Regions from separate parts of the Sus scrofa genome. Here all the other regions are linked to region 5. A link is a contact called in public Hi-C and HiChIP or PLAC-seq data. All regions are on one chromosome and are shown on one strand. The core of a region is the stretch at or near the end of the contact, and the rest is flanking DNA. Distances in the headings are between cores, read along the strand shown. Region 1 holds the start of NCOA3 (nuclear receptor coactivator 3). Region 2 overlaps ZMYND8 (protein kinase C-binding protein 1). Region 3 overlaps ZMYND8 (protein kinase C-binding protein 1). Region 4 overlaps ZMYND8 (protein kinase C-binding protein 1). Region 5 has its middle 35 kb from the start of ZMYND8.

Region 1 (5,160 bases), core at 1,406-3,905, 100 kb before region 5:
GTACAACTATAAATGTAATAAATTCATTAAGAAAAAAAATTTTTAAAGAAAAAACACAAAAAAGAAAAACAAATCTTTTTATCTTTAATATGTCCTTGACATAGTAAAAAAGTTTATTTCACATGACCAATCAAGTAATTATTTCTAGAACTATATTTACATGTCTCCTAGAAAAAGGCCCCAGGGTCTGACAGAACACTCAGTCCTTACTGAATAAATTCTAACTTACTTGCTTGGGGGAGGGGCTTGCAATGTACGAAATAATTTCTATATGGGGAAAATGCACAGTATACTCACTTTCATAATATATTTATTTTTTTAATGATTTTTATTCTTTCCATCCAGAATATATTTAATATAATCCCTAGTCCTCTCATCTTTAATACCAATGATTTTTTTTAATGAACTGTTAATTTAAAGCCAACATTCTAATACCTTTTTTTTTTAAAGCCTATTAGTTACGCTGGGATTGGTAAGCATTTCCAAAGCCTCTGAAGTTAAGGAATATTTTATGATAGAAACATTTCCTCTAACTGCTCTAGAAACATTAGAGCTTCCTACTTGGTCCACAATCTTCACATCCAAAATGTACAGAAGCTGGTATATGCCTTTTTTGGTTGTTTTTTTTTTTAATGCTGAGTGGACAATTCAGTCATTTCTATCAATACATAAAATACCTGTGTAATTTCGGATCACAGACAAGCTAGATTATTGCCCACTTAAATGCAGAACCTGAAGCAACCTCCAGTGACAGAGCTATAGTGTTCAATATCATTTTACATGTTATCAACAGAGGCTTCCTCTTACAAACAATGAACCCTGGTAGGGTTCTTCACCCTAAGGCCCCCACAGATTGTTATTTCTTTAGGGTGTTAGTAGATAAGGCAACATAAGCAGTAAGTTTGTAAGAGCTTTTCTAACAGCCATCAACAATTGCTTAAGGAAAAAAAAAAAAGCAAGCAATGCTTCCACCACATTTTCCCTTTTTTCTGTTCATTTTATTTTCCTGCTTTTGGTATCCAAGAGGGGTGTGTTTCAAATGAAAATTCTTAAAATAATTATTCCCCAAACCAAGAACACTCCAGAAACCAGTAACAGTCACTGCCTCCTAGGAACGGGAATTAGAGGGTTTAGAGTAGGAGAGAGGCTATTTTTCAATGTTTTGGTACCTTCCCAGTTGTACACAGACCAGTTCCATTGGGTATAACCTATTCGAAATAAACAAGCAATAATTTAATTTTTTTAAGAAAGACCATTTCACAAAACTTACAGATTTCCATTTAACATTTTGGTTTATGCAGCATTCACAAGACCTACGTGTAGTTGGGGTTTTTTTGTTTGTTTCCATCATCCTCTAAACAACCTGCTGCAACAAACACTGAAGCTTCCCTGCAGCCAGGAACCGGTTAAGAGGATCCGAGACCAGGCGTCTGAATCAAGGAGATGCAGCAATTTCACTCACTACTACTACCACTCACTCATCTCATTCAACTCCATTTCAAACCACTGCAGCAAGACAGCTGGTACTGCCTTCCTGTTTCTTTACAGTACAGGCTTAATAACAAAAACAGGTTGGCTTTGAAGCGCTGCTCAAAAACTGCAAGAAGGAAGTCTTTACATTCGGAAGGGGGGGGGGGGTTTCGACTTCAAGAGCATTTCGTATCTTTCGTGTCTTTCCATTTGAGAAGCCCGAACGCCTCCTGTTTAGCGAGATTTCAAGACGATGCTCTCTCCCTCTCCCAACTGCTCTTTCGGTTAACTTTTCCATCCTGAATGTCCTCAAACTGCCTAGGAAGCAACTAAGCCCTCCAACAACTCATGGATTGTTTTTCTCAGGCATGGGCAAGACAGTTTATTTAAACCATCACAAATTGAATCAATGTACGTAAGAAGATTAGAGATGGAGAAGGGAAAAAAAGAGTAATTATAAAGACAGCCAAACCCCAAATTTAATTCACCAACTTCCACTTGCCATTTCCCAGCCTTCACACCAGAGGTAGCAAAACGCTTTTTTACTGAGAAAAACTGCTGAGAACCTACCCGTGCCCAAAATGGAAATCCCGCAGATAATTCGTGTTAAAATATCAAAAGTGCCCAAGTGTAGGAGGAAACACGGCAACAAAATCCAACCCGATTCTGAGTACGACTTGGAGACTGGGCTGGGGGGTCGGGGGGGGGGGCTGTGCGGCTTCCCCCGCCCCCTAGTTCTTCCGAATCAGTGCCCAGATAGCGGGAGGAGGGGGCGTGGGGAGCTTTCAAAAGCAGCCCCGAGCACTGGGGAAGGATAAAACTTTAGGGACAGGAGGAAAAAGTGCACCCCCACGGTGCCCCCAAACTCCTCGGGGTGACCCCTCCGCGCGGGGACCTCCCTGGTACCCCCGAGCTGCTGCAGCCCAGCCTCGACACCCTGCCTCCCGCCGCGGGCTGCCCCTACGCCGCGGGGAAGCGGCGCGGCCCCGACACCCCGAAACTACCTCCGCGCGCCCCCTGCTCGGCGCGCCCCTCAGCGTCTCCGCGGAGCCGGAGCCGCCGGCTCGCCGCAGCCAGAGGGACTCGCCCTCTTCCCTCCGCCTCGCACTCCACCCCCTCGCCGCCGCCACCGCTCTTCCTTTATCTCCACTCACCGCCCGCCGCCATTTTCCTCACAGCTCAGCTTTAAATCGGAAACTCGCCGCTCAGCGCTCAGCCCGCAGCCGCCGCTACCGCCGCCGCCGCCACCGACTCAGCCGCCGCGGCCGCCGCTGTCGCTGTGGAGGGGCTGAAGAGGCAGCGGCTGGAGCCACGGCGCGGGGGCCGCCGGGATATGTAGTCCCGCGGCCACGCCCAGCACTACCGGTCCCAGGGGGCCGTGCGCGGCCTGGGCGCTGGGGGGCCCCGCCCCATCGGGCTTCCGCGGCGCGAGGGCGTGGCCGGGGGGGGGACCTCGGGAAGGTTTTCGCTCACTTACCCCATGGGAGCAGCGGGGAGGTCCCCAGATCTGAAATGCAACCCTAGCCTTTCCATTAATTTTTTCATACTTGCTTTCTTCCAGTAATATCTAACATTATGGAGGGTTTACTGTGTGCCAAGCACTGATCCTGGAAAACATTATCCCTTAGGGACCACTATTAGCCTCATTGTTCAAATGAGCAAACTTGAGGCACAAGGTCAGAAGCCATAGGGCTGTTCATTAGATTCTAAAGTCATCTAAAGATGAAAGGTGGGGAGTTCCCGTCGTGGCGCATTGGTAACGAATCCGACTAGGAACCATGAGGTTGCGGCTTCGGTCCTGCCCTTGCTCAGTGGGTTAACGATCGGCGTTGCTGTGAGCTGTGGTGTAGGCCGCAGACGCGGCTCGGATCCCACGTTGCTGTGGCTCTGGCGTAGGCCGGTGGATTCAACCCCTAGCCTGGGAACCTCCATATGCCGTGGGAGCGGCCCAACCCACGGCCCAAGAAATAGCAAAAAAAAAAGACAAAAAAAAAGACAAAAAAAAGATGAAAGGTTGTTGGACATAGTATATTCACTGTGTATTCTGTCCGGAAGTATCATCTCACGGAGTACTATCACCTATAAAGGACAACAGCTTGCTTTACAGTGCAGTGATCTTAACCAAGTGATCATATCACCAGACACTATCACTTAGCATCACCAATAATGGATCAAAGTGATATTATGTGTCACCTGATATGACCTAATGAGGAAAACATTACGCACCCCCCCGGCCCCCGTAGTATTCTTGCCAAAATACAGGTAAGCTAAACATAACTATGAAAAAAACAATTATGCAAATCCAGAAATCGGGGCACAGTACAAATCCCTTGCCTGAACTCTTGAAAATTGTGAAGCATTAAAAAGGTGAAGTCAAATATAATAGGTGGGCCTTGACTGGATCCAGATTTTTTTGTTTGTTTAATGTAAAAAGGACTTTGGGGAGTTCCTATTGTGACTCAGCAGGTTAAGAACCCAACTAGTATCCATGAGGACACACGTTCGATCCCCGGCCTTGGTCAGTGGGTTAAGAATCCAGCATTGCCATGAGTTGTGGTGTAGGCTGGCAGCTACAGCTCTAATTCGACCCCTAGCCAGGGAACTTCCATATGCTGCAGTTGTGGCCCTAAAAAGACCAAAACAAAACAAAACAAAAAAGGATCTTGAGGGGAAATTTTAATATGGACTACATATTAGGAAATAATATTGAATCAGTATCAAATGTCTTCTTTTTTTCTTTTTAGGGCCACACCTGCGGCATTTGGAAGGTCCATGGCCAGGAGATGAATGGGAGCAGCAACTGCCAGCCTATGCCACAGCAATGCGGGATCCTTTAACCCAATGAGCAAGGCCAAGGATTGAACCCTTATCTTCAGGGATACTGGTAGGGGTCTTGACCCAAAGAGCCACAACAGGAACTCCTCAAATGTCTTGAATGTGACTAAAATAAAATAATTACTTGCTAGCTCCACCACTGCCATTTCCCATCTGGACTACAGCGGTAGCTTCCATTGCTGTTCTTCCTGCTTCCATCCTACTCTTTCCCCTGAAGTCAATGTTGCAGCCACAGGGATCCCGGTAAAAACCAAATCACTTTATGTCTATCTTCCAAACTCTATGCAGTTACCTGCAAAACCCCATAACCTGTCTCTGCCTTCCCCTTCCCTTTCTAAGCTCGTCTACTCACTGTTATGTTCCAGGAACTCTGGACTCCTTGGGGCCCCTGCAACATACCTAGCACACTCTGGCCTAAAAGATCTTGCATTCGCTATTTCATCTGCCTATTTCACTTTTCTTTCCAGAAAATCAAAATCACTCACTCCCTCATCCCCCCTATAGTCATTGTCCAAATGTCACTTCTTCAGTGAGCCCTTCCCTAATTTCTCTATTTTAAATTCCCACCCACTTTAATTCCAGTTTTCCCTACCTTTCTTCCTTGCTTCATTTCTCTTCATAGTACTTTTTTTTTTTTTTGCCACACCAGCAGCATGCAAAAGTTCCTGGGCCAGGGATTAAACCCATGCCCCAGCTGTAACCAGAGCCACAGCAGTGACAGTGCCAGATCCCTAACTCGCTGAGCCATGTGGGAACTCCCATAGTATTGTCTATCATTGGAAATGCCATGTATTTTTGTTTACTTATAGTGTGTATTATCTCCTTTCCTCTCTAGAATGAAAGCTCCGTGAAGGT
Region 2 (5,275 bases), core at 1,107-3,606, 110 kb after region 5:
CTGCAACCTACACCACAGCTCAGATCCTTACCCCACTGAGCAAGGCCAGGGATCAAACCTGTGTCCTCATGGATGCTAGTCAGATTCGTTTCCGCTGAACCTCGACGGGAACTCCGCAGTTCTACTTCTTTTTTTTTTTTTTTGTCTTTTTTGTCTTTTTGCCATTTCTTGGGCCATCCCGCGGCATATAGAGTTTCTCAGGCTAGGGGTCTAATTGGAGCTGTAGCTGCCAGCCCACGCCAGAGCCACAGCAACGCAAGATCCGAGCTGCGTCTGCGACCTACACCACAGCTCACGCAATGCCAGATCCTTAACCCACTGAGCAAGGGCAGGGATCGAACCCACAACCTCATAGTTCCTAGTCGGATTCGCCAACCACTGCACCACGACGGGAACTCCCGAAGTTCCACTTCTTATAGGGCCCCCTGTTTAACAGATGTGTTGCGTCTTGGTGACTTGGGGCTAGAGCGGACTGCTGGAGGAGGAGGATCAAATCCTAGATCAAATCCTCAGGTCAGATACCTGCTCTGCCACTCACTAGCTGTGTGGCCTTAGGCAGGATAACTAAACCTTGGTTTTCTCAGCTGTAACATGACAGTAATGATAGGACCTGCCTCAGAGGTTCTTGTGACCATAAATGAACCGACATACATAAAGGTTTAGGACAGTGTTTGAAATAGTAAGTGCGACTGGAATCCCCTGCTGTCTCAGCGGATTAAGCGTCTGGAGCTGTCGCTGGTGTGGCTTGATTGCTGTTGCGGCGTGGGTTTGATCCCTGGTCCGGGAACTTCCGCATGCCGCAGGTGTGCCCCCCGTCCCAACATTAGTAAGTGCTTCAAAAATGTTGGCTGCTGTATTATTTCTTCTGGTAGCTGCTCATCACATGCCTTCATGGATTCAGAGAGAGTTTATGCAAATGAGGGATGCTGGCAGAGTGTAGCCCGAATAAGAGTGACTTAAATTGAATTCTTTCTATCGAAATGGAATTTGGTTGCATGCTAAAACCTTTTCACAAGGGAATGGGTTTACTGTCATTTTTCCTTAAATCCTCTTGCTGTGTCTTTGAGAGACCTGGGTAGAATGAAGCATCCACAGTCCACACTAAGCCTGATGATGAAGCCAAGGAGCCCTCAGGCGCTGGGTTGGGGACACTGTTGATGGGATGGGAACTGGTTAACCCCAGGCACACGCCTCATCTCAAGAGTTTCAGCCAACGGTTGTCGCACAGAAATGTGGGTTAATCGTTTTCGCATCTTAACATTCTTGCGGAGAAATGGGAAATCTGCATTTTTATGTAGTCTCTCCAGTTATGAAATGTCAGCTCACAATGTCGTGGAATATTTTCCAGAATGAGTAAGGCAGGTGGGACCACCAGTGCTATACTTCTGGTAGCGCATTACCCTCGAATAACCTTTAAGACTCCCTCCCTCCCTCTTTTCCTCTCTCCTTTTTTTTTACTTCACATGAGAATTCTTTTTTTTTTAAATTTAAAAATTTTTTTGCTTTTTGCTTTTTAGGGCCGGGCCCGAGGTATATGGAAGTTCCCAGGCTAGGGGCCTAATCGGAGCTACAGCTGCTGGCCTACACCACAGCCACAGAAAAACAGGATCTGAGCCTTGTCTGTGACCTACACCACAGCTCATGGCAATGCCAGATCCTTAACTCACTGAGCGAGACCAGGGATCGAACCCGCAATCTCGTGGTTCCTAGTTGGATTCGCTTCCTATGCACCACAACGGAACTCCCACACAAGAGCTCTTTAAAAGAGTTCCCGTTGTGGCTCAGCAGGTTAAGAACCCAACTAGTATCCATGAGAATGCGGGTTTGACCCTTGGTCTCGCTCAGTGGGTTAAGGATTTGGTGCTGCTGTGGCTGTGGTGTAGGCTGGTGGCTACAGCTCTGATTTGACCCCTAGCCTGGGAACTTCTATATGCTGTGGGTGTAACCCTAAAAAAAAAAAAAAAAAAAAAACACCTTTTTTTTTTGGTCTTTTTAGGGCCACACTCATGGCATATGAAGGTTCCCAGGCTAGGGGTCAAATCAGAACTGTAGCTGCTGGCCTACGTCAGAGCCACAGCAGTGCGGGATCCGAGCCGTGTATTTGACCTACCCCACAGCTCACGGCAATGCTGGATCCTTAACCCACTGAGTGAGTCCCACGTGGATCAGACCCACGTCCTTATGGATGGTAGTCGGGTTCGTTGACCTCTGAGCCAAGACAGGAACTCCAGAGTGCTCTTTAAAGAGCAGGCATCAGAGACCGTCACCGAAAGATGGGAACTTGAGTCAGTGGTGAACTCCAGGAATTCTACTCAGTTTCCACTCATGTTGTGGCTTCTTTCTGGTTGGTTGGCTGTTTTCAAGTTCTGTCTGGAGCTGTTCACCAAATGGCTCTCGGTGGAGTAGAGAGGCTTCTTTACCAAAGGCTTCTGATTCTTCAAAAGAAAGGTGCCGTCTCTCCAGTTCTCTCCAGCTGTGTGGTCGAGGGACTCACAGTTGAGTTTCAGAGCTTTCCTCTAGGAGTACCTAGCTTGTGTTGACATAACCTCAGAAAAAACTTCCCTTTTGCCCCCCTAGTTTCTGGCCAGAGTCCTGAAAAGCTTACCCTTATTCCATGACATGATTCCTTTAAAGCCACGTTAACAAAACAAAAGCACACGAACTCCTTAGCCTGCTGGTTCCCATAGAGAGCATGCTTTTGAGAAAGTTTTAAATGGGCAGCAATCCTGTGAATTACTGTGGCTTGAACTTTCATTAGCATTTTTTTGTTTTTTGGGCTATATTCTGGCACCACCTGTTTTATTACATTCTTTAAATATTAACCCTGCAATTTAGCGTCATCCTGAGCTAACTAAAAATATAAGTTTGGGGTGTTTAAATCGCTGCCTGTGTTTTTTCCTAATATCCGTGAAATTAATACATGCCTGTAAAATAAAACATGTTGGTTTGTGACCCACTGTTGGTATTCCACAGCTTTATGGGAAGACAAGAACGTGTGGCATGTGGTTTTTAACTAAGCGTCTTTCTTACCCCGAGAGGTGCTGAGGGTGAAATGACATCAGAATTTCTGACAAATATTCCTCATTATTTGGGTGACTTTTGTGGCGGTAAGTTAGCAGGTGCCCATTTCAGAGTTTAAAATACAGCTGACTTGCTTATATGTGCTTGGGTTCTTTTATTGAGCATGAGGTAGGCAGCCAGTGAATAGTGTAGGAAGTTTATTCAAAACTGTTGTAGTCTTAAAAATTGAACAGATTGTGCCCCTTTCCTGTAAGGAGCCAGAGAGTAAATAGTTTAGGCTCTGCGGGTCTCCTCACAACGATACAGCTGTTCAGCACCGTGGTTGTGTACTGAACACACATGAAAATGTGGAACATGAAAACGTGAAGCATGGCTTTTCCTAAAACAGCCATAGGCATGTGGCTGTGGCACGGAAACTTGAATTTCAAATGATTTGTATATCTCATGAACTATTATTAATCCTTTTTTTCCCTTCAATCATTTAAAAGTGATAGATACCCTTCTTAGCTGGCAGGCCACACAGGAACAGGTAGCATGCCAGATTCTGGCCCGCGGGTAGGTTTGCCAATTTCTATTATAGACTGAGAGAAACTCTGAGTCAGTCTCCCCATTTTACAGAAGGTAAGTTGAGGTCCCTGTTGAGAGTATATGGGGTGCTGGAGTTCCCAGAGCCAGACCCTGGCTTTCTTTGGGTTGCACGCCACTGCCCTCTGCTGTTGATGGTGATAATAGCCTTTGGGTTAAGGAGAAGTGGGACATTTCATGAAGTAACCCTCAACAATCAGAGAGTGAAACAAACCTATGGTTTATCCACAGTTGTTTAAAAAAAAAAAAAAAAGGGAAAGAAAGAAAGAAAAAAGATTGTCAGAGGACTGAAAAGCTTTATTAGTTTCACCAGCGAAAATTTTGTAGGCAGCCATATAAAATTACACATTGAAATAAGTTATTAGATAAAATTTTTATGAGATTTAAGAAACCCTCCTTTTGCTTGGGGGATTGAGGAGCTCAGAGCCATGTGTCTATAATCCTTAGGGCTGGATTTAGCTTTCTGAGAAACACTTTGCCCAGGCAGGAGCCTTTCTCTCCTAGTGTCCTGGACTCTTGTCGTCTTAAGGGTCAGAGTGGTTTATATTCTCAGTGATTTGTCTGCTTCCCTCTTTTTCTGGACCTCCTGGCCAGAATTGATGCCTTTGCCAATATTTGCTTGCGGGGTCCCGATTTAAGTCATTAATATGTATTAGGGTAAGAGTCCTGGGGCCTGACTTCCACCACTCTCTGAGCTAATAGTGGTCCTTTGGTCTTAGAGCTCCATGTGGGTTGCTTTCGTGAGAAGGGAAAACATTTTCATGTACTCTTTTTTTCCTCCTGTGAAATCAGTACATATTTGTTGTAAAACAGTTGTTATAAAAACTGAAGTCCCATATTTTCCCACCTCCCACAGTCCACCCTTAGATGTTGTTTCCTGGACTTTTTCTGGGTTGGCTTATACATCATGCTGCCAAGTTAAAAGGGGATCAGGCGGTTCCAGAACTGAGCGAGGTTTGGAAGGGATAGGATTGGGGTGAACTAAAGCAGAAATCCACTCCTCCTCGTGACCTTTTACCTATACACTAGGGGCCGTTTCTTCCTGCTGGTTCCAGCCGAGTGGAAGTGTGGGCTCAGGGTTGCCAGATTTCTTGTTGTTTTACACATTGGCTCAAATTAAAAAAAAATAACTATTGACTGCATCCCCTGCATCTGTCAACCACTTGGTTCATTGGTCACCTGTTTGGCGTAGACGGTTAAGGGTTTTCTTTTTACTTTTTAAAAAATTTTTTGGCTGCACCTGCTGTGATGGAAATTCTCAGGCTAGAAATTGAACCTGAGGCATAGCAGTGACTCTAAATGATGCAGTGACAATGCCAGCACAAGAGAACTCCAGGGTTTTCTTTTTTAACTTAACCTTATGTTCTGAATACATTTTTTGTTTTCCTTTTTGTCTCTGTCTTTTGCTTTTTTTGGGGGGGGGACACCTGTGGCATATGGAGGTTCCCAGGCTAGGGTCAAATCAGAGCTGTAAGCTGCCGGCCGAGGCCACAGCCATAGCAACTCAGGATCTGATCCTCGTCTGTGACCTACACCACAGCTCATGGCAATGAAGGATCCTTAATCCACTGAGCGAGGCTGGGGATGGAACCTGCGTCCTTAGGGACACTAGTCAGATTCATTTCTGCTGTGCCTTGACGGGAACTCCCTGAATACGTTTCTATGTTTG
Region 3 (5,638 bases), core at 2,570-5,069, 69 kb after region 5:
GCCGTATCCTTAACCCACTGAGCAAGGCCAGGGATGGAACCTGCAACCTCATGGCTCCTAGTTGGATTAGTTAACCACTGCACCATGATGGGAGCTCCCCCCCTCCCCCTTTTAATGGCAAATGGAATTCATTTTATTATGTCCTTGTTTTGTCTTATTTTATTTTTTGGCCACTGTATGCAGCAACTTGATGTGGGATCTCAGCTCCCAGACTAGAGATTGAACCAGGGTCACAGCAGTGAAAGAGCTGAGCGAGTCCTAACCACTAGACCACCAGGGGACACCCTAAAAATACTTTAAATTGTTAAATAGGTGAATGTGGTCAGAAGGAATTCAAAGAGAAGTTCGGTGTTTACGATTTCCTGGGTGTCCCTCTAGGCCTTTGCAAACCAGAGCCCACGCAGCTTCTATTTTTTTACCCAGGTTCTGTTTCTGGCCTTATGTTGCTTGGATTTTGCCCCATGCCCGTACTTGAAGACGTGATTCCTTCTTTATTTCATTTTTTGGCTGCGTCTCAGTCCCCTGTGGATGACGTTGAAGTTTCTTCCCATCTTTGCCTTCCGTAAGGGACATTGCATTGGCTCTGCTAATCAGTCTTCTATGCATTGTTAAGCCTGGGGGGCGGGCAATATCCAGGTGATGTTAAGCATCCTTTTATGTGTCTTTTTATGGCTGCACCTGCAGCATATGGAGGTTCCCAGGCTAGGGGTCCAATCAGAGCTGCAGCCAGCCTACACCACAGCCACAGCAACGCCAGATCTGAACCTTGTCTGTGACCCACACCACAGCTCACGGCAACACTGGATCCTTAGCCCACTGAGCAAGGCCAGGGATTGAACCTGTATCCTCATAGATATTAGTCGGATTTTTAACTTGCTGAGCCACAACGGGAACCCCTCAGCATCTTTTTGACCAGTGTAATTTGAATGACAGTCTGCTCTAAAATCTCTGCTTCCTCCAAACAGGCAGGGAGGTGACTGCAGAGGGCGGGCCTGTCTCTTCTTCCGTGGTGTCTTCCCCGAGAATTTTCTTGGTCTGCACTAAGGTGGCTTTTAGAGAGGCCAGGCCTGCACCCAGGGCGTGTCGGAAGTGTTGCCTGGTTACCAACGGGGGTGGGGGGGGACCTCTTCCTTCGCCACCCCCTTCCCTGCAGCCTCTCCTCTCCCTTTCTTCCCTCAGCCCCTTTGCTGCTTCAGCTGCTGCTGGCAGCCTTTCTACTTCGGAACTGGCCTTCTGATGCTGCGGTTCCCCATTGCAGTTCCAAAGCCACCCACCAGCACTTGAGCTTCGCAGAACCTGGGCTGAGTCCTTCCTTGCAGCCTAGACAAATAGTGTATACACGGGTTTCAGCCACCAGAACCAACTCCTTTTCTCCGGCATGCTCTCCCTTCCGCCGGCTAACTGTAAAGGCCAAAGGCAACTGGGCACTCCACGGTTTCTTTGTGGTGATTTGGCGGAGTTTGAGGGCCTCAAATGTGTCCACACGTCGGACTCAGCCTCCGGGCCTGGCCTGCTGAGCGGGTGGGCGGGGTGCGTGGGTTTTTCTTGTAGAGAGTTGGGCCCTGCCTCCCCGTCTTTGTAAAGACGAAGGAGCTTGGCGTTCTGGAACCAGGAAATTCTTGTTGGAATGTTGTTTCTTTTTCCAGAAGGCTTCATCTCAGCTGAGGGGGTGGGGAGAAGGGGCTGTGTGGTTGCCTTGGCCTCTGGACGTTGATGGCGAAACAGTGAATTCATTTGTAAATCAGCCCTAGATGGAAGCAATTTCTGTCTTGCCCTGAGAGTTTGGAAGTTCATCTTTTACATATGAATGTGCCCATTAATCACCACTTCTGCATTATTGAGAGAGTGAGAGAGCGGGAACTCGAGAGGAGGGATGGGGAGAGGGAGACTGAGTTTGTGTCCAGTGGGAAGATGGTTTTCTCATTTCTAGGAGAGGCGCATGAGAACTAAAGATAATTGGAAACAATTATTTAAAAACACCTTCAAGATGCAAGCCACCCATCTTCCCCCCACCACCCCCCAATTCCCTTCTGATCTTCTCACTCGGGCAAGCAGAACCCACTGCAATTTGTTGTGTTTATTCACATCAGCGAAATAAATGGCTCTTTGGTGCTTGCACTGAAGGTTTGCAGCTTAGCCAGGCTGCTGTCTGTCGAGGTGATAAATTAGAGCCGAAAGCCCGGGAACACGATGGCACTGCAGGGAGGTGAGGGTGTCCTTGCCCCGCTGGGCGACCCGGTGCGAGGAGCCCCGGGCCGGCCCGGTGAGTGGTGCCTCCAAGCCTGTCCTCTCTGCTGCTTCCCCCTCCCCCTGGGAGAGGCCGCCGAGGAGCCGGAAGCAGGAATGTGTGTCGTGTGTGAGCCTCTGTTCCCTTGAACCGAGAGGCTGGGCCCTCAGAACCGCAGAGCTTTCTCAATGGCAGGTAAGCGCCCCTTCCCAGGGTCACCTGCCCCCGCGCTCACTGGGTCTCCGAGGTCCCCGGCTCCCTGGTCCAGTGACATTTCCCCCAAGTGGGGAACGGCCCCCTTCCTTCCACGGCCCCTTCTCCGTTCCAGCCCTTTTCCTGATCTGGGAGGTCACAGCCACACGCGGGAGACCTCTTAGAAGCCCGGCGTAGGCGCGTGCAGCCTTTCCGGGAGGCCCCAGTGGCTCCAGCGGCCCAGGCTGTGGCCTTGGCATCCAGATTCTATGGCTCCAGGAGAGATCCGTGTGAGCAAACTGGCTGCCTGAGTGTTTTGGCCGCTCACATGTTCTTCCTGGCTCCTCCTGGCTCCTTGGACACGAAAAATCCTGCCCCTTCCCTACCCCATCCTTTGCTTCCTGATTTTTCTCCTTTCTCCTCTGGGCCTGGAGGAGATTGTGGGCTTTTGTTTCATGATGATGTAATTACTGGCTGGGGAGGGCTCTAAGATTCCTGGGGAGGGAGGCCTGTTTAGGTACCTGCTCTGTGTCTTTGGGAAACGCTTTGAAATGAGGGTGGCTGTGCTTTGCTCCTGCCCCGAGAGCAGCGTGTGGTCACACTGAGGCTTTGGAGAGGGCTGGCAAGTGCCTGCACTCACGGCTGAGCCAGCCTGGGCCTCCACGCCTGACCCTGCCTTCGCCGTTACAGGAGGAAAGCTGGACTTTGCACAGCGTGATGGACATGCAGGAACCGGCTCCTGGGCCGGTTCCCAGCTCCGTCTTATATAGGCTGGTGTTTCCATAACTGAGCATGGATTTAACCTGCTCCTGGGGGAAATCACCCCTGTTTTTGGAGAGCGATGGTGGAGGAGGAGGAGAAAAAAGACGAGGAGGAGGAATGTGTGTGGGTTTAAATAAAAAACAGCTACTGTTTATGGAGTGCTTACTCTCTGCCAGGCCTCACCCTCAGAGCAGCACATGAATTAACTCCTTTAATCTGTGGCTAACTCCAGGCAGTACCAGGATCTCCATCCGTCGGAAGGAAGAGCAGAGGCCCAGAAGGGTTAAGTAGCTTTCTTAAGGCCGCACTGCACCCCACCTGTATCATTGGCCCCCCAGCCTGACTTCTGTGTAGGGTGACCAGCTTGTCCGGGTTTGCCTGAGACTGGTCTGCCTTTGGCCAGCCACCGCTTGGTCACCCCGCTTCTGATGCTGGTGCCAGCCTGTTGCCCGTTACTCGCTTTTTATTCAGCCCCCAGCCATCCTGCCGTTGATAGCATTGAGGAAATTTACATCCATGGAAAGACACCACAGGGCCTGTCCTCCAGGGGGAGGGCCTGGCCTTTGGCTGGGGCCTGGTCCCTCTCCGGAGGAGACAATTCCCTGTATTTGGTGTGTCATTTCCTAGACTGAGGAGTGGCAAGTGTGGTGACTCAGGCGCCGGATGTGGGTGGGGGCTGGGGTGCCTGGCTGGGCCTGGCTGGACATTGGGAAGGGCTTTTCAGGGAGGGGGCATGGCTGCGGAGCCTTCCCTCCCCCAGTCTGTTTTGTGGTGTAGGCCAGGCCCTGCTGCCCCCCGGCGAAGGTGGGGAGGTGAGCGTGCTTCTGGGAACCGCCTTTGGGAGAACAGTGTGTGTCATCAGCATGTGACATCCACTGTCACGTTGGCACTCCCCAGCCCCCACACCGCACCATCTGCAGTGGAGAAAGGAAACCAGCAGCATGAGCGTGTGCCCTTCACACAGAGACCCCGAGCCAGGCAGTCTTCTGGCTGCAGAGCTGAGACCCGCCTCTCCCCGTGTGAGGCCCCAGGTGGCGGCCTGGCTCCCGAGCCCACCCGGGCCCTTGTGTGATCTTGGGCAGGTGATTTAGAGGGACGGACCCGAAAGGCATTTGCAACAGGGTCTGGTGCATTATATGCAGTAAAAGAGCATCTTAGCTGTTAACACCCAGGGCTCAGGAAAGCTAAGAGGCTCGGTTATCTTGGAGGCCGGCATCCCTTAAGTCAGGGGCCATCTAGGGAGGGCGCAGCGGGATTATTTCTGGTCTGTTCACAACAGGTTCAGGGCAGATGTCGTCACGTGCTCGGATCCTAATTCCCAGTAGACCTTGCCATATTGAGATTCAGTGAAAAGTCACGGGAGGGGAAGATTTGCTGCTTCCTGCTCCATGCCACGCTGTGCGCCTGAGTCACTGCTCTGTCCTTTTCTTCTAGGCTACTCTGTCCCCTCGCCCATGTTAACTCCTGCAGCACCAGACTTATCTTTGAAGGGCAGTAGGGCTGCTGGCGGCCAGCCCTGTAGAATCTCAAGTCCTGCTACCTCCCAGGAAAGTCTCTGGGATCAAGGGTGAACCATTTCCCTAGCGGCCCGGTCTTACATGGCTGTTTGTCCTTATTCCAAAGTGATACTTGAAATGCATTTAGAAACATGTCCCTGTCAGAATCAGATCATTAAAGAAGGGGGGAAAAAAGAAACCCTTTGACTCAGCTTTTTGGAGAAGGTCCTTAAGGCAGCTTTATTACCATGACGACAGCACGGTTCCCAGCCACCATTCTGTCACCAGCAGAGGCCTCGCCTCCACTGGCGTCAGTAGGTTGTGAAGCCAGAATCCCTGTCTCTGAAGGACACTGAATCCAGCCGGCATTTCTCAATTTTTCTCCCCAAGAGTCTTCAGTGAAAGCCTCTGCTGTTGACAATTGTGTCTGTTGTTTGGAATCTATTAAATTTCTACCCCTTGGATACAGTCACTGATCTCTCATTAACTCTGGAGGGAGTCGGTGTGTCTGTAACGGGGAATGGAATTGGGGTTTTTATGTTTGGCTCAGACTCGCAGGTGGGGATGCTCTTAGGTGTGGGCACCCTTGGGTTAGACCCCTCCTCTCACCGACTGAGGCCCTGCTTCCCTTTGTTTGCTGGTGGCCTTGGGCAAAGCTTTGTGTACCTCTCCAGGGCTAAGGAGTATATTTATTTCCAGTGATTCTGTTCTTCCCTCTTTCCCATGGAATTAAGGCATTTCAAAGTTAAAAGACTCGATCTTCCATAGTTTTTAATTTTTTTTCCGGTTTCAGTGTTTATTTAATTTATTTATTATTATTTTAATGATTCTTATGTTTTTCCATTATAGCTGTTTTGTAGTGTTTTGTCAGTTAACCCCAAATTCCCCGTCCATCCCACTTCCTCCCCATCCCCCTTGGCAACCACAAGTCTATTCTCCAAGTCTATGAGTATCTTTTCTG
Region 4 (5,262 bases), core at 98-2,597, 88 kb after region 5:
GTGGTTGCATCTGGTGCTTGCGTTCCCGCAACAGCTCTTTCTCCAGTGCCTATGAGGTACTCGGGGTTCGACAGCAGACACGAAGAAGCCTGGATCCCATTCTTTTTCAGAAGAAAAGAAGGCAAACCAAAATAAAGTTATATACAGTGTGTTAGGAGAAGAGTGTTCTAGACAAACAGAATCTACGTTGATGAGTAGGGAGTGGGGTGGGGGTGCAAGGTGTTCCCATTGTACTTTTATTTTATTTTTTTTTTTTTTTTTTTTTGTCTTTTCTAGGGCTGCACCAGGGCATATGGAGGTTCCCAGGCTAGGGGTCTAATTGGAGCTGTAGGCGCCGGCTCACGCCAGAGCCACAGCAACACCAGATCCGAGCTGCATGTACGATCTACACCACAGCTCACGGCAACGCTGGATCCTTAACCCCCTGAGCAAGGCCAGGGATCGAACCCGAAATCTCATGGTTCCTAGTCAGATTCGTTAACCACTTAGCCAAGACGGGACGCCAAGGTGTTTCCATTTTAAATGAGGAAGTGCAGGAAGCCTTCTTAGGATTTGAGAAAGACCTGAAGAAGAGAACGAGCGAGCCATGGAGCCACAGGGGGAAGACCTTCCAGGCAGACAGGCTGCAGGTATAGAGCCAGAGGCGGAAGCATGCTGGTGTAGTGAAGGGAACATGTATGTTTCTTTGTAGCAAAGCCTTAAGCACACTTCATTAAAACAGTTACTGTGGGAGTTTCCTTGTGACACAGCAGGTTGAGTATCTGGCATTGTGGTAGGCGGGGTGGTGCGGGTTCGTCCATGGCCTGGGAACTTCTGTAGGCTGCAGGTGCAGCCAAAAAAACCAAAAACATAAAACAAGAGTTCCTGTTCTGGTGCCGTGGGTTAAGGACCTGGCATTGCTGCAGCTGTGGCATAGGTCTCAGCTGCGGTTCAGGTTCGATTCCTAGCCCAGGAACTTCTCTGTGCCCTGGGTGTGGCCCGAAAACAAACCAAAGCAGTCGTGATGGCTTCCACTCTTCTGCGATGTCTTAGTCTTGGCAGCTTCCAACTGTGATGCTATTTCCAAATGCTGAAGATGAGAATGTCATCTGCAGCATCGTTTAGTATGGAATGTCCCTTGCGTTCAGAGGTATATTGGTCTTAGATCTCAAATGAGGATGTCGGAAGTGGAAAGCCCTCCCAGGTGTTGATCGTGGGGAAGAAAAGCAAGCTCTAGGATAGCGACTGTAGTACCTCTTGAAGATAAGAAATGTACGGAGAGAAGTTAGACATCCAGTCAGTATGGCGTGATGATGACACCGAAATTGTGTTCTGCCCCTAAAATTGCAGAAGCTGGCCACTAGATGGAGAGATGGGCAGGACACGGGTTGCCTGGCAAGGCCTTCCTCTTCAGAGCCCCACCTCGTTCTGCTGCCTTTGGTGTGGGAACTGGAACCTTCATCTCGAGTTCCTTTTGTCTCAACTCACCCTTCCCAGTTGTTCAATAATTTTGCAGGAAGTTCCCTGATGGCCTTGCGTTTGAGAATCTGGCATTGTCACTGCTGTGGCTTGGGTCACTTCTGTGGCACAGGTTCAATCCCTGGGCCGGGAATTTCCACAGGCCGAGGATGTGGCCAAAATAAAAATGTCTATTAAAATAATTTTGTAAGGAGGATAATGGCTCAGATAGGGTGCTTTTGCTGCAAATAATAGATCTTGATGAAAGGCAGCTGAAACGGTAAGGGTGTGTTACCATGTGTAGAAGCAACCCAGAGGCAGGGCCAGACCAGAGTTTGCGCAGAGCCAGACACTGCATTTCCCTGTGGAGGCGATCTGTTCCTCGTGGCTCTAAGGTGGCTGCTGGGGACCCCATCACATGTGGCTAGACAACCATCCCCCTCAGAGGAGTGTTTCTCCTCATGTGCCTTTTTATCAGCCTCTGGCTGACAGGCCCTTGGGCTCCGTGGCCAGCATTGGATCACCCGTCCCCCTGCAAGAAAGGTTTGAAAATACCTGTCTGGCACTCTCAGTCCGTCATGTGGGAACCATGCATTGACAGCCAGCACTGACAGCATTGACCCATTGAGGGGGGCTGGGGCGGGAAGAGGTGAATGACAGTTGAGTGGGCAACCCAAGCGTTGACCTTGAATGGTTACCTAGAAATGAGCTGGAATTCAAACCCACAGGTATTAAGCGTCTAAGACTTAGGGTCTGGAGTTTCTTGCAGGGGCGAACTGGGGAGGCAATCAGCTGGGGAGACAGCCGTTTCAGGCTCTGATAGCTGAGAAGCTGGTTCCCTGCATCACGGGCCGATTTCTGCTTCTGGGCCCCGCTCCTGTTGCCCTTGTTCTCGACAACGGACCGACACAGCTACAAGTTCCTTGTGGAGAATTCAGACATCGAAGAATGGAGACTAGAATTCCATGGCAATTCATTGGAGAAAACTCTTCTCAGCTCTCTGCGCAGATGGTTCAAGAGCATTTTCTGACGTCATCCGAATTTGCTATTTTTGTTGTCGCTACCTAAGGCTTCTGAAGCTCTGAGATACAGGACCAGATTTACAGAGCAGAATCTGGCTTCAGATGTGTCTTTGGTGGAATTTCTCTTATAAAGTGACGTTTATTGCCCATGGAGATAAGCAGTTAGGTTCTGCTCTGTGCATTGTTTGCCAGGATTTCCTGAGTGGGTTCCCAACAGTGGAGACGGAGAAGGAAGTCGTGTTCATTACGAGTTCCTGCCATTGCTTAGGTTGTTTCTACAGGGAAGACTGTCCCTTTCCATCCACGATGTCACTGAGTGAATGAATGCCCTGTCAGTTTCCAGGAAGATAGCCCAGGACCTTAAGAGGATCAAGGGACGTGGCCGATTCACTGTGTGAAGAAGTGACTCTGAAACCATCAGTGGCCTTTTTCATATCCTGTACCTGAAACCCAAGGTTATAATAGTGACAATTTTTCAGGACCTTGCCTACCTGCACCTTTTTCTGATTATATCATCTCTATGAGCTCAAAAACTTTTCTTAATAAGGTAATCAGTGGATTGGTGTGCTCCTTAATCTTTATCCACGGATCCTGCCCACAAGTCAAGACCGGAGTCCTGGTCAAGCAAACAGCTGGTCTTATTTGTTTATTTATTTATTTGGGTTAGGGCTGCACCCGCGGAGTATGGAAATTTCCAGGCCTGGGGTCGAATCAGAGTTGCAGCAGCCAGCCTACGCCACAGCCACGGCAACACCGGATCTGAGCCAATCTGCCATTTGTACCATAGCTGGAGGCAACGCTGGCTCTTTAACCTGCTTAGTGAGACCAGGGATAGAACCTGCATCCTCGCGGACACTGTGTCAGGTTCTTAACCTGCTGAGCCGTAACGGGAACTTCCGCAGCTGGTCTTGTTTGGACAGGAATTATTCGTTCTGCGTGAGAAACAGAATTATTTGTTCTGGAAAATTAAGAGGGTAGGTAACTGAGTGTGTGGGATAGGAACTGTATTTTCTAACTGGCTGTTTGTGTGATTTTGACTTGTAGAAGATAACGGTGGCTGAGTGCATCGAGACTCAGAGTAAAGCCATGACCATGCTCACCATCGAACAGTTATCCTACCTGCTCAAGTTTGCCATTCAGAAGATGAAACAGCCAGGGGTAAGAAGGCGGTCCCTCTCGCTGTCAGCGTAAAGGGCAGAGAGGCACTTTTGTTCCTTGTAGTTGCCTTAGCTTTTCAAACACTTACTCTTTGAGTCTGGGGCGCTTGATTTCAAGTATCTGTAAATTAACGATAAGGGACAGCGGTGTGCAGTTCGTTCTCAAAAGCGAGCGCTTTGTGTCCCCAGGAGTTTAATCAGGACCTGACATGCGGTAGAAAAGTTGGTGGGGATTTTAAGATTTTGAGTGGTTGTGAAGTGAAACCTGAGACCCATTTCAGCCCTGATTCTTTATGATCAGGGACTAATGATGGATCCTTCAAGGAAAGCTCAACCAGTGAGCTTCCCAGGAATAAGGATGTGGGTTGCCCCTGCAGGTGTCAGAAGGGACAGGACGGACAGCCTTTACCCTGTAAGGAAAATCTGCATGTCAGGGCCGGGCTGCCACATTCAGCTGAAACAAGCCACGTGCTCCTCAGTGATTGCTTCCCGAGACTCCGGTCATATCATGGCTGTGGTGGTTTTGTCGTTTCTGTGACCGTTTTCAGGAAGATGGCAGTAAAGTACTTTGTTTATAAAAATAGTATGCTACGGCCAGATGACATGTTGTGATGATCCACACCTTGCCACAGTTTTCCCTGCAGAGACTTGGGTTCTCGGTAGGGTTCCGTCTGATGTGTACAAAAGGGCCGTACAGTCTAGTGGTGACCTTTGCTGAAACCCTTCAGAGTTTGCTTTTTAAGTCAAACGGCTATACAGAAACGTAGAATCTTAGCGTTTTTAGTAGCCACTCTGGTTTAATTTCTTTAAAAAAAAAGTAGAAGCTTTAGTTTTAAGGTTCTGTCCTGAAATTTGATATCAGGAGGAAAAAAGTCCCGAGCATGCCAGTTGGGTGTTGCTAAATTGGGAACCTGTCTGTCTCTTTCACAAGATCTCCGTCAATGGAAGCAAACATACATAGCTTCCGTATTGTTAAAAAAAAAAAAAAAAAAAAAAGGAATGAACACCAAAAATACCCCAACTTTGGCAAGAGCAATAGATTCATCTAGATTTGTCCGCACTGTAGACTCATAAGCCAAAAAGAAGTCAGAGAAGGTGCTGACTTCTTACGTAAATTGTTTGTTGTAAAATGAGTCAGGGCAGAACGTTGCTGATTTTGTGGAAGCAGCTTTTGAACATATGGTGATTCTGCATACGAAAGAGCTCAGATACCTGCAAGTGGGAACCCATTCAGATGACTTGTTTGAGCATAATTTGGTGTTCAGTTACATCTTTTAGATTTTTTAATTGGTAAATAGCATCCATCCATAAACCAGGCCTTCCATTTTGAACCGAGTCAAGTAGGGCTTTAGAAAGTGGATCGAGAGAGAAAACCTTTACATAGTCCCAGTGTTGAAGGTCATATGGCTCCTTAAAGGAGGAGCAAGATCTCACTACAGTCCCTGCCCGTGTATGTAGGACACCTCTGGGCACTTAGGGGAGCTTTGCTTGGCGTTTCATCTGTAGGTGTAGCCTGATTTCACCCCCTGTCAGTTTTGATTGTGAGCATTTACAGTGTATTTGATAAGCCTCCTTCAGAGTTCAGGTCTAAAGTGACTGAGAGCCTGTTGTTCTTGTCTGTCTGAATTTAAGAGGCCTGGACCTGT
Region 5 (5,143 bases), core at 2,385-4,884:
GAAGGGATGGGAGCTGGAGCCCACGGGGCGTGCCCCTCCCGGATGTGGAGGAGGAGGGAAGAGTGAACAAAGACTCGTGCTCACATTTGTGCAAATCAAAGCCAAATGCAAGGGGGCAGGTTCGGGTGGGGCAAGAGGCAGCCGAGCGTTCTGTTTTAGACAATTTGACAATGGCTGGAGATATTAGTCTCTAGATTCGGCTTAGGGGACACAAATTAGCGGACATAAACGGGGAATTATCAGCATTAAGATGCCACTTAAAATCTTGGGATTAGGGAATTTCTATTGTGGCGCAGCAGAAACAATCCAACTAGGAACCATGAGGATGCGGGTTCAATCCCTGGCCTCCCTCAGTGGGTTAAGCATCCATCGTTGCCCGGAGCTCTGGTGTCGGTCACAGATGAGGCTTGGATCTGGCGTGGCTGTGGCTGCGGCGTTGGCCGGCAGCTGCAGCTCCAATTCAACTCCTAGCCTGGAAATTTCCATATGTTACCGGTGCAGCCCTAAAGAAGCAAAAAATATATAAATTGGCACTAAACAAGATCCACAAGAAGGACTGGATCCAGGACCCAAATCCTGGGTCATCCAAGGTCAGCATCCACATGCGTCCTACTATCTCATCCATCTGGACCCCTTCCTGGATGTCAGTACCAGGGATGCCACAATTTCTCCAAGGCTTTTTTTTTTTTTTTTTTTTTTTTTGCTTTTTTTGTCTAATGCCTCACAGCATGTGGAGGTTTCCAGGCTAGGGGGTCTAATCAGAGCTGTAGCCGTCCGCCAGAGCCACAGCAATGCCAGATCTGAGCCTCGTCTTCGACCTACACCACAGCTCACGGCAATACTGTCTCCTTAACCCACTGAGCAGGGCCAGGGATCGAACCCGAAACCTCATGGTTCCTAGTCGGATTCATTAACCACTGAGCCATGAAGGGAACTCCCCTCCAAGGCTTTTCTTTAGCTCCTATCCCCCCTCCCACATTCTCACTTCATATTCTTAATTTGACCCACCCTGATCAGGTTGAATAAGTATTTACATTTTGGGAGTTCCCGTCATGGCTCAGTGGTTAATGAATCCAACTAGGAACCATGAGGTTGGGGGTTCGATCCCTGGCCTCAATCAGTAGGTTAAGGATCCGGCATTGCATGAGCTTCGATGTAAGGTTGCAAACGCGGCTCAGATCCCTCGTTGCTGTGGCTCTGGCATAAGCGGGTGGCTACAGCTCCAATTCAACCCCTAGCCTGGGACCCTTCATATGCCGCAGGAGCAGCCCAAGAAATGGCAAAAAGACAAAAAAAAAAAAATTTACATTTTGGAATTTAGTGAAAACTATTCCATTTATAACGGGGCAAGTGGTTCTTGGATAAGAAAAAATATACCTCAATCTACCATCAAGAACTTAGACCAAGTCCTCAAACACACATGCTGGCCCTGCCCCAGGGCCTTTGTTCTTACCATTCTTGCTTCCTGGAACATTCTTTCCCCTGATACCTGCCTCCCTCTTTCTCCTCCCTGATGTTCTTCCTCATATGCCATCTTCTCAGTGAGGTCTCCATTCCCCCTTTTTATTTCTCTGCACGTTTTAGTCATTCATTCATTCATCCACTCCTGATTATTCTCAGGCTTCCGTCTGTTTTGCACGTCTCTGTATCCCCAGCACCTAGAATAGTGCTGAAACATGGCAGGCATTCAAAAAATACCCATTGAGGAAGTTCCCTCCTGGCTCAGTGAGTTAAGGATCTGGCATTGTAACTGCTGTGGCTCTGGTTACAGCTGTGGTACGGGATTCAATCCCCAGCAGAGGTTGGATCCCAGCACAGAACCTCCTCAGGACATAGGCACGGGCCAAGAAAAAAAAAAAATCTACTGAATGAAGAGAGAAATGAACAAATGAACCAGATCAGGAAGCAGATCCTGGCCTTCAGGGAACACGCTGGACTTTGATAACGACCCTGTGAGATTTCAGTCCTGGAAATTCCTTAGCAGGAGTCTTGAGGAAGGTCAAAAGGTGAAAAATCCCAATTGTTCTCAGCTGTGCTTTCGCCCTCTTCACCATTTTACCCCCGGCCCCTGAGATCCCCAGGGCCCGGTCCACCGCCCTTCCTTCGCATTCCTCAGCTCTGAAGTCCCCACCCCCTTTCAGCACCCGGAGTTTTTCCTGAGGATGGAATGAACTGAATAATATTTTCCATGTTCCTAACGGGGGCCCAAGAATGCCAGTGACTCAGAAACCCAGAGCGCCCCGCCAGGGGAGCAGAACGCGGCTCTCCAGACAGACACCAGGGGGCGCCATTCCTCCACGGAGCTCAGCGCCCACCGCTCTGCTAACAGCTGAATCAAGTAAGAGGCTTTTACCTATTATAGCCTTGGGTGTGCTGGGCGGATTTCAGGGTGAGCTGCAGCAGCTGGAGGGAGAGCTTGTTTTGATGCCTCGAAAGAAATTGACCGCACAGGATTTCTCCTGCCTTTAATGACATGGGCCAGGGCTCAAACGCAGACCTTAGCAACTTTCTGGCTGTGTCACCCTGGCCAAGTCACTTCACATGTGGGAGCCTGGTTTATCTCCTCCATAAAATACTGATAATCATGGGACCCCATTGCTGTAAGGATGCAGTGCGATACAATTTGCAGGTGCTGATCTGCAGTGGGAGATGGTGACCTGATCAGGAGTTGTTCCTTATCCTGGTAATCGGCTCAGAGCAAGGATTCTCAAACTGCGTTCCCTGGATCAGCAGCAGCACCTGAGGGCTTGCTAGAAATGCAGATTCACAGTCCCAACCCAGATCTTTTGTTTCCTTTATGGGGTAGGTCTTTTGGTGTTTAATAAACCCTCTGGATGATTCTGATAGTACTCGAGTCAGCTCTGAAAGGTAAAGAGATTTCCCCTAAAATCACAGCTATTTGATTGCATTGGAAAAAAAAAAATTGTTTCATTGACTTTATTTTTTCTTTTTAGGGCCACACCTGCAGCATATGGCAATTCCCAGGCTAGGTATGGAATTGGAGCTGCAGCTGCCAGCTTAACATCACAGCCACAGCAACGCCAGATCAGAGCGACATCTGCGACCTACACCACAGCTCAGGGCGACACCGGATCCTTAACCTACGGACCAAGGCCAGGGATTGAACCCACATCCTCATGGATCCTAGTCAGGTTCATTAACCACTGAGCCACAAAGGGAACTCCATAACTTGCTATTTATAATAAAGCCTCCCTCTCTGGGTAGTGAAGAAAGTGCTGGGGTCAGAGGGAGACCTGGGTTCAGAGCCTGGTTTCCTCATCAGTAGAATCAGAATTGCGATACAGGCTTCCACGAATAAGGAAGAAACTAGAGAAACTCCAGGAAGCTCCTGGCCTGGCCTTGGCCCAGGGAAGAGTTGATTAAAGGGCGGCAAACAGTTAAGCACTTGCAGTTTGCAAAGCACCACCTCACCCAATCCTCACCATGCTCCCCACTTGACTGCTGAAGACGACTCTCGGGGACATTACATGTCATAGGGCCTGGCCACGTCCTGGTCAGTCTCAGAGCCAGGACTCAGTAGCCCTGGAAGAAAAGAGGGCCGGGCCTAGGGTGGAGCAAGGAGGCACCCAGCATGCAGCTTTTAAGGAGGCGCTGACACTCAGGGTTATGGGAGGGCTGAGCGGGCGCCTGAGAGCCGGTGCCTCCTTAAATCTGGGGCCTTGGGCCTCTCTGGCCTCCCCTGGGTCCCAGCCCTGCTCCAGAGGCTGCCTTCTCTGTCGCTAGGGTACCTCTCACTCAGAATGAAAGACTGAGGGGGGCAGGAGTGGGTGGCCAGGCCAGGGCGAAGGCAGCCTTGTTAAAACGCCTACATTTTGTTACAGCAACAGACTTTTCTTCCCCTTAAGCAGAGAACATATTAATATATGAAAATAGAAATGCATATCAGGAAGGTGAGTTAATGATTAATAAGCAATGTACGGTGGGCTCCCAGTGTAGTCACTGCTAGAAATTTCAATTTGGGGAGTTCCCATTGTGGCGCAGTGGTTAACGAATCCGACTAGGAGCCATGAGGTTGCAGGTTTGATCCCTGGCATCGCTCAGTGGGTTAAGGGTCCAGCGTTGCCGTGAGCTGTGGTGTAGGTTGCAGTCGCAGCTTGGATCCTACGTTGCTGTGGCTGTGGTGTAGGCAGGCAACTGTAGCTCCGATTAGACCCCTAGCCTGGGAACCTCCATATGCCATGGGTTCGGCCCTAGAAAAAAACAAAAGACAAAAAAAAAAAAAAAAAATGCAGATTAATTCGGAGAACTCACATGCAGGTTGAGTGGCCAAAAAAATAAAATAAAATAACAACAGAAACAAAACAAAATAAAACAACTGAACTGGTACAATCCCAGACAAACTGGGAGGAGCTGGTCACCCCAGGAGCTTTCTTATAGAAGGTGTGATTCTAGCAATTAAAGGTGCATATTTACATAGAATTTACCGATAAACAACTGCTTCTTCTAGAATACAAAGAAACAGTTTGTTTGTTCTAGTGGAGGAAGGGGAGCTGGCACGTTTGGACCAATGGACAGATAGCACAGACTGGCAATTTTACAGCATATGACCTATGGTGACTATGCTACATCAGCATCGCCTTGCCCATGGATGCTTTCTTCTCTATCAGGCAATGGATTCCTTAGTGTAAAAGGTAGATCTCTTTTATTTGTTTGTTTTCTTTCTCTTTTTTTTTTTTAGGGCCGCACCCACAGCGTATGGAAGTTCCCAGGCTAGGAGTCAAATTGGAGCTGCAGCTGCCAGCCTATACCACAGCCACAGCAATGTCAGACCCAAGCCGAGACTGCAATCTACGCTACAGCTCACAGCAATGCCAGATCCTTAACCCAGTGAGCGAGGCCAGGGATCAAACCTGTATCCTCATGGATACTAGTTGGGTTCATTACTGATGAGCCACGATGGGAACTCCTAAAATATAGATTTCTAATCAAAGGAATTCCAATGTTAGCTTTTGACTCCTCAAAATAATGACCAAAAGAGCCCTGTTGTTCGGAGTTCCCATTTTGTCTCTTTGGTTTAAGAACCTCACATAGTGTCTGTAAGGATGTGGGTTCCATCCCTGACATTGCTCAGTGGGTTAAGGATCTGGCATGGCCACAAGCTGTGGTGTAGGTCACAGATGCA

The links. Hi-C and Micro-C count contacts between places; a contact is called where the count stands out from the background. HiChIP or PLAC-seq counts read pairs in DNA pulled down with a chosen protein or histone mark.
Region 1: a contact with region 5 is called in an H3K27ac HiChIP or PLAC-seq map of alveolar macrophages. The contact joins the promoter of NCOA3 here to the enhancer-like site in region 5. A contact is called at or near these places in 6 of 47 Hi-C or Micro-C datasets (embryonic fibroblasts, heart right ventricle, skeletal muscle and 1 more) and 2 of 2 datasets of contacts at active chromatin or transcription factors (alveolar macrophages and skeletal muscle).
Region 2: a Hi-C map of omental adipose tissue shows a contact between it and region 5, with 4 times the contacts expected there. The contact joins two enhancer-like sites. A contact is called at or near these places in 2 of 5 promoter capture datasets (fetal liver and liver), 30 of 47 Hi-C or Micro-C datasets (alveolar macrophages, blood, brain and 15 more) and 2 of 2 datasets of contacts at active chromatin or transcription factors (alveolar macrophages and skeletal muscle).
Region 3: an H3K27ac HiChIP or PLAC-seq map of alveolar macrophages shows a contact between it and region 5. The contact joins two enhancer-like sites. A contact is called at or near these places in 8 of 47 Hi-C or Micro-C datasets (alveolar macrophages, embryonic fibroblasts, heart right ventricle and 3 more) and 2 of 2 datasets of contacts at active chromatin or transcription factors (alveolar macrophages and skeletal muscle).
Region 4: an H3K27ac HiChIP or PLAC-seq map of alveolar macrophages shows a contact between it and region 5. The contact joins two enhancer-like sites. A contact is called at or near these places in 9 of 47 Hi-C or Micro-C datasets (adipose tissue, blood, embryonic fibroblasts and 4 more) and 2 of 2 datasets of contacts at active chromatin or transcription factors (alveolar macrophages and skeletal muscle).

Annotation. Positions count from the first base shown.
Region 1 is chr17:49,525,770-49,530,929 of Sscrofa11.1, reverse strand. It overlaps NCOA3 (nuclear receptor coactivator 3), which reads right to left and starts at 2,655. Exons shown (of 25, transcript NM_001114276.1): 1 at 2,625-2,655.
Region 2 is chr17:49,307,127-49,312,401 of Sscrofa11.1, reverse strand. The region is part of intron 13 of ZMYND8 (protein kinase C-binding protein 1); the gene reads left to right. Among named protein-coding and RNA genes, the nearest start is that of ZMYND8, 81 kb to the left of the region's middle. Within about 2 kb of position 2,356, at least 4 of the 83 cell types and tissues checked have an H3K27ac peak or open chromatin away from gene starts, as enhancers often do. A contact at or near this core is called in omental adipose tissue and retroperitoneal adipose tissue, where this site is marked.
Region 3 is chr17:49,353,947-49,359,584 of Sscrofa11.1, reverse strand. All of the region lies in intron 3 of ZMYND8 (protein kinase C-binding protein 1), which reads left to right. Among named protein-coding and RNA genes, the nearest start is that of ZMYND8, 34 kb to the left of the region's middle. Within about 2 kb of position 3,819, at least 52 of the 83 cell types and tissues checked have an H3K27ac peak or open chromatin away from gene starts, as enhancers often do. A contact at or near this core is called in alveolar macrophages, skeletal muscle and subcutaneous adipose tissue, where this site is marked.
Region 4 is chr17:49,332,031-49,337,292 of Sscrofa11.1, reverse strand. It overlaps ZMYND8 (protein kinase C-binding protein 1), which reads left to right. Exons shown (of 26, transcript XM_021078039.1): 6 at 3,504-3,617. Among named protein-coding and RNA genes, the nearest start is that of ZMYND8, 56 kb to the left of the region's middle. Within about 2 kb of position 1,347, at least 2 of the 83 cell types and tissues checked have an H3K27ac peak or open chromatin away from gene starts, as enhancers often do. A contact at or near this core is called in alveolar macrophages, where this site is marked.
Region 5 is chr17:49,422,847-49,427,989 of Sscrofa11.1, reverse strand. No RefSeq gene overlaps it. Among named protein-coding and RNA genes, the nearest start is that of ZMYND8, 35 kb to the right of the region's middle. Within about 2 kb of position 3,634, at least 57 of the 83 cell types and tissues checked have an H3K27ac peak or open chromatin away from gene starts, as enhancers often do. A contact at or near this core is called in alveolar macrophages, omental adipose tissue, retroperitoneal adipose tissue and 2 more, where this site is marked.